Linked DNA regions of Mus musculus: region 2 is linked to region 1. Evidence: chromatin contacts called from public Hi-C data. All regions are on one chromosome and are shown on one strand. The core of a region is the stretch at or near the end of the contact, and the rest is flanking DNA. Distances in the headings are between cores, read along the strand shown. Region 1 overlaps Ryr3 (ryanodine receptor 3). Region 2 has its middle 17 kb from the start of Ryr3.

Region 1 (3,130 bases), core at 332-2,831:
AATATTTCAGCTTACTCTCTTTCTGAAACCAGTGACTTACAAGATAGGTTGTTTTAGATTGCTCCACAATTATTGCCTACGTGTTCATTCTTGACATATTTTAACTTATCCTTTAGATTTATTTCCTATTTATTTATTTAACTTCTCTTTTAGTTTACTTCCTATTGATTTATTTTACGTTTTGTTTTATGTTTCTCAATTGTCTAATTATTATAAATATTAAACCTCTTTAAGAAATTTTTATTTTAGATAATTTTAGCTTTAAATTGAAGTTTTTGAGATTTTCTTGATGTGTGTGGGTGTTTTTCCTGTCTCACATGTGTGACATGCTGGTGGAGGGCAGAAGGCGGCATCAGATCTCTGGAACTGGAGTTACAGATGGTTATGAGTCACTATATGGGCACTGGGAATCAACCCCATGCTATCTGGAAGAGATATCAATGCTCTTAACTGCTGATCCCTTGATCCCTTGTTTTTAAATGTTACGTTAGAGCTCTGCACGTTCTCCTGAGATTTTCTATTCACTGACCATTCCATTTTTTCCTACAAATTTATGTTTATAATAATTATTTAAAGCCCTTAAGTATTAGTTTTTAATAACTGTTTCTGGTGGTTGCCTGATTGTTCTTATCTCTCATGTTTCTCTTTTTAAAAACCAGGGTGCCGGGGCCAAGAAGCGGGAGTGGGTGGGTAGGGGAGCGGGGCGGAGGGAGGGTATAGCGAGCTTTTGGGATAGCATTTGAAATGACAAACAAACAAACAAAAACAGGGTTCCATTGTGTAGCAGAGGTTGGCCTCACCATCCACTGAGTAGCATAGGCTAGCCTTACGCTTTACTACTTCAGCCTCAGGCTTCCTGATGCTTTTTTTCCTTTTAGTGTCTTTTTAAGAAACATAGCTGTATTCTGGACATTGTACTTTTGTAATTATTCTGCTTCCTTTTATCTTCCCCTGGAAGATTGTATCTTGTTTTAGAAAGTAGTTAAATTATGGATGGGTCTCCTACTTGTTCTTATACTGCCCTGGTGTATTTTAGCTTCCTTCCCCCCCCCCACACACACACACTTTAGAGTATACTTCTTATGTGTGGAATTTAATTTTTCTGGGCTTCAATAAAAAGTCTTTGTTTTCTAAGCCCCTCTTCAACACCAAATTTCGCCACCCTAGAGCTTAGTAGATGCTTGAGTCTTTGCTCATAGTTGGCATTCCAACAGTTGTTTTTCTTGGCATACCTTACAGTATATCCTGAACCAATATTCAAACCCTTGACAGTAACCTGTGATGGTTCTCTTTTCTGGAATTCCTCTATTCACTTTTCAGATATTCTGATAACAACATACTCAAGCCTTTGACCACATAGCACTGTTTATACAAACAGCCAGTGAACAGATCTGTACCTTTATGAGGAAGCATAAGTCCATATGAATAGTACCTGGCTGCCTTTCTGTTGCAGGAAATATTTAAAAATTGCACCATCCTGCTCTCACTGGCTACTCTTGGGCACCGGAGACCCCACTGCCTCCATGGCTAGCCCCAAGCAGAGACCGCCCATCTCTCAGTTCTCTGACTCAGACTCTGCTCACATTCCCAGCCATCCAACCCCTGTGGTCAGCAGTTCCAAATCCCCGTAACCCGGTAAAATCAAGACTCTAGAGGCTTGGAATTACAAGTCAGATTTATATCAGTAAATGCTCACCCCACAAAACGTCCACACAATTTACTCAGAGCTAATTGATATTGGTATAAGTTGCCCGCCTAGATAAGACAAATTGTCCTGCAATTATCCATCCCTTATATGATATGCATAGATACCTGTGGCTCTTTAAAGCAACATGGAATCGGAATCGTCCTTTCTTCCCTCTCTTTCTATGCTCTCCTGCAGTCTCCAAAAATCTCCACCGGCCTACCTTTTCCACTGGCCAATCACAGGCTCTCACCTTATCTTGTGCCTGCCCTCACTTGCATATAGCCATCAATCCACACCTTTTCATCTTTAAAATGCTGTGTGTTGCCCCCACTGCCTCGGAAAAGTTTATTTTGAATATTCATTCAGAGCATATTACTCTTACTGGCATCATATTCCTCCACCATTAGCTAAGACCCAGGGATGTCAGATATAAAAATCCTGTTGTAAAGAAGGAATTTCCACAAGAGCGCTTCTAGGCATCCAGATAAAAGACTCTACCACGAGGACCAAGGTGTCAAGCAAGAGAGTGAGGGCTGGTAGATGGCACTATTAGTCCCGGGATTACATTGAGCACAGCTTCAAAGTATGTAAGAGGAAACAGGAGGGGCGGGCACAGACAAAGAAGGAGCAAGAACGTAAGGTGACTGTGCGTTAGGACTTACTGTGGAAGGCAAACTTGTGGAAATGGGCTGAACAGAAGGACACTAAGCAGGATTCAGGTTTCCCCGTGGGACAGGTAGTGATTGTGAAGGGATCAAGAGGATAAAACCAAGTATGAATCTACACTGATAGGGTCCGGCTTCTTGTAGGTGTTGTGCATGCCAAGTATGAAATATTAGAAAGAAGTGAGGCAGTGTTGATGGACCTCTCATGGGGTCTGTAGGAGACCAAGAGAAAGTTGTGGCAGGTGTGGGTGGTTGGACTGAGAACTCTCCCTCATAGGCTCTTATATTTGAATATTTGATTCTCAGTCAGTGGTGCTGTTTAGGGACTTTATGGAAACTTTAGGGGCTGGAATCTTGTGGAATAAGTATGTCACTGGAGGCAGATTTTAAAGGTCTCTCTCCTCCCCCCACTTCCCCTCCCCTTTCCCTCCCTTTCCCCTCCCCTTCCCCCTTCCCCTTCTCCTCCTCTTCCTTTCCCCTCCCTTTCCCCTCCCCTTCCCCTCTCCTTCACCTTCCCTTCTCTCCCTTTCTCTCTCCCTCTCTCTCCTGCTTCTTGAAATGTGATCAGCCAGCTTCTTGTCAAACAAAATGATAAGGAACCATGCTGACCTGCAGTGAAGAAGAGGGAGCCCCGGTGGGTTGGGTATGAGACTGAGGAATGAAAACACTAATCCAGTCTCCTGAGGAGACTCCAGAAGAGGAAGCATGGCACAGCAAAGGATATCAGTGGTGGCAGTTGCCTAAAGACTAAGGGACAATTGTCATGGCTTTGTGGTGC
Region 2 (3,130 bases), core at 365-2,864, 220 kb before region 1:
GTTTATAAAGATTGCCCTGATTGAGTCATTTCTTCCCATTGTCTCCCACTATTAAATACACAGTCTGTCTCACTGACATAGAATACCTATTAATGAAATATGTCTCTCTCTGTGTCTCCTTCCTCTCTCTCTCTCTCTCTCTCTCTCTCTCTCTCTCTCTCCTCTCTCTCTCTCTCTCTCTCTCTCTCTTTCTCTCTCTCTCTCTCTCTCTCTCTCTCTCTCTAATGAATTATCACAGACACTCTCCTGAACCCTAGTTTCTAAACTCTTCATAAGGAATAGAAAAGGAACTATAGTTTTGTGCTGTTTGTTTATGTTCTGAAAGTTCTGAAATTGTATTTGTTGCATAGAAAAACTGTCAGAAAATCTTAATACAAACTGATAGATCAAAACAAATTCAAATGTCTTATCGGGAACTAGGATTCACATTAGGCCACTAGAGGGCAGAGTAGTGTAACTGTGACTGTGTGAGTCCAGACGCCTGAGAAGCTTCAACTGTTTCAGGAGAAAAAGATATCCCAGACAAGAAAGTCCATGTAGGGTGTTAAAAAAAGAACTCATACAATCTTCTGGTCCTGGTTTGACCATTGAGTGCATAATTACTCTTCCCTGCTTGATACCGCCTGCCTTGGTTATTTTTAAATTCTGGTTTAATCCTAGTCATTGCCTATTGCCATCTGAGGCCATAAGTTAACTTTGAATTCAGGTTGAGAGTCTGTTACACAATGTGAGTCACCACATTTCCAATTTGCTACCAACTGCAAACATTCAGGGACCCTCCCATTTATCCCATACATTCTGGGCCCTTCCTTGCTGTTACCTTAGCCACAGAGTTCTCATGATCTAACCCACATTCCTCACTCTTCGCAGAACCCCACTCCTGTTTTCTTTTGGGTATTGATGGAAACAGATTGTTACCCACGCAGAGGGCTCTGTGATATCCTTTTGGCCTTCTGCTTTTCTGGGGACATTGTGTGCTTCTCTGTTAACTTCTTTCTGACCCCCCCCCCCCCCCCGGCACTGCTGTGTCCTTCATAAACGAGAAGAATAGCAAAAATCATTCATTTTAGTTGGCATATTCTTCATAACATTTTGTTCCAAACCCTTGGATTAGCTTGTCCTTTTCAGCACCAAGTTGGGATCCACAGGTTTGTCTCTAGTGAGATGGCCCTTTCTTGCTCACTTTGACTTTAACTCAAATGTATACCAGAGCACACAGTCAGCGTAATTGTGTGCAGCTTCTAATTCCTTCAGCAGGAAAACATGAAAGCAATCCCCAACTCTCTGCCAAACAGGATAGTGGTTCCTTAAATCGCCCTTTCAGTCTCAAGTCTAGCTACTACCCAAGCCACAGGTACCCTGGTACTGAAGGCAATTTCCAGGGGCATGGGGCAAACATCTCTGACAACACAGCCTTCAGGGACTCCTGAGTGGAGGACTCTGTGTAGTTGGTTACAGTGATGGACACATCACTTGGAGTTCATCTCTAATAATATCACATGAATACAATCTTTCCTGGGACACAAATCATGTGGCTTCTTCAGTATGTGTGACAAACTTCTAAGCTATGTATGTGTCACATTGCAAACATGTGGGCATTAGGACCTGGGTTCTCTTAGATGCAGATGTGAGCCAGCTCTGCCCCAAGGCTTTTCCAACAACCACAAGCAAACAAGCTGCTAGTCGATGCTTGTGTCCTTTCTGAGCTAAAGGAAAAAACTCTTATCCAATGACAGGACATTCTTGGGCGGATGGGCATAGCTGCTCATGCACACAGCAGGTCACTATGGAAGTGAGTTTTCTTTAGTCAATGAAGGTCGACTCCTCCCCCCTCCATTCTTTCTCTTTCCTCAACAGTTGGAAAAGAATGAAACAGAAGCAAGAAAAATGCTTCATGTTTTATCTGCTCTCATTCACAGCAGGGACTGTGACCAATAATTGGTCTCTCTAGTGCTTAGCATATTAAATATTAACTATGAAATAAGAGCAGAAAGCCCATTTTCTGGCTCATCTATTTTTCTGATATGGGTAAGTGCTAGCTAGGCATTCACTAGCAGCTGTAATGAACATGTTTTCAGGCCTTTTACTGAGCCATGTGAATGTGTTAATCCTGTTTAAGGGTTTTGTCATTGCTTAACTTTCACCACAGCATTTGCAGGAATCAGCATCATTATCATCATCATTATTTCCATTTTACAGATGGAGAAACTGAGGTTATGAGAAGATAAGAAGTTTACTCGACATCTCACACCTGGCAAAGCCATGAGACTAGTTCAATGGAGATGGAAATGATATTCTAAACTAGGCTTGCACAGGACACTGAACTAAGACACGTGAGCCTTTGTTCAGGATTAGCTCAATGTCACCAACTACAAATGTACACTTGGTTGAAGCATCTATGCTGTACAAACAGGTGTGCTAACCGGACACTGCAGCATCTATGAACTTAGCAACTTTACAGCCCCTGGAACGCCCCAGGCTCCACAGACTACGTTTGGCTCACTGTCCCACTTTCTAGACCTTCCCAGAAGCTGTAGTGTCCTTGTGAATGGCTCCAGCTGTCTGTCAGGCTCTGGGTGAATACACTTTGGAAACTGAAGGTGAGTGAAGCCGTATCCACACACACACACACTTCTACAGTGTGTATAGGCTCAAGGCCCTCGTGGACTCTGTCAATGACACAGAAGGAATAGGAAAGATGACTTTTGATTTGCAATCAGACTCCAGGGTTTATGACCAGTCCCTGAGGCCAGCTGGTCATTTCTAAGTCCTGCTACTCACCCCACTTGCTTCCTGCAGCAGTTAAAAAGAGAGCGTGGTATCTGGAATTGGTTTGTCACCAGTTCTGATGCTGGGGTCCATTAGATCTTAAAACATGTTTTTTTTGTGAAAACTGTACTTGATAATATTTATGATATTAGAAGTTAAAAAGAATAATTTAAAAATATTAACCAACTTTTAAGTAACAGTAATAGTCTCATTGCACGCGGCATTTCACTTAAACTTGACTGCATTACTTCACCTGCTAGTGAAAAATAGCATTGCTTCACATTTCCAAATGATTTTTACATTTATTTATTTGGGGTATGTATGTGCTTGTGCGTGTTTGTTTGTTTGTGTGTGTGTGTGT

What was found. A called contact is a pair of places that touch in the nucleus more often than the background predicts.
Region 2: a contact with region 1 is called in a Hi-C map of muscle stem cells, with 2.1 times the contacts expected there. The contact joins two enhancer-like sites. A contact is called at or near these places in 2 of 484 Hi-C or Micro-C datasets (embryonic stem cells and muscle stem cells).

What each region holds. Positions count from the first base shown.
Region 1 is chr2:113,016,557-113,019,686 of GRCm38.p6, reverse strand. All of the region lies in intron 2 of Ryr3 (ryanodine receptor 3), which reads left to right. Among named protein-coding and RNA genes, the nearest start is that of Ryr3, 200 kb to the left of the region's middle. Within about 2 kb of position 1,581, at least 6 of the 459 cell types and tissues checked have an H3K27ac peak or open chromatin away from gene starts, as enhancers often do. A contact at or near this core is called in muscle stem cells, where this site is marked.
Region 2 is chr2:113,232,060-113,235,189 of GRCm38.p6, reverse strand. No RefSeq gene overlaps it. Among named protein-coding and RNA genes, the nearest start is that of Ryr3, 17 kb to the right of the region's middle. Within about 2 kb of position 1,614, at least 16 of the 459 cell types and tissues checked have an H3K27ac peak or open chromatin away from gene starts, as enhancers often do. A contact at or near this core is called in muscle stem cells, where this site is marked.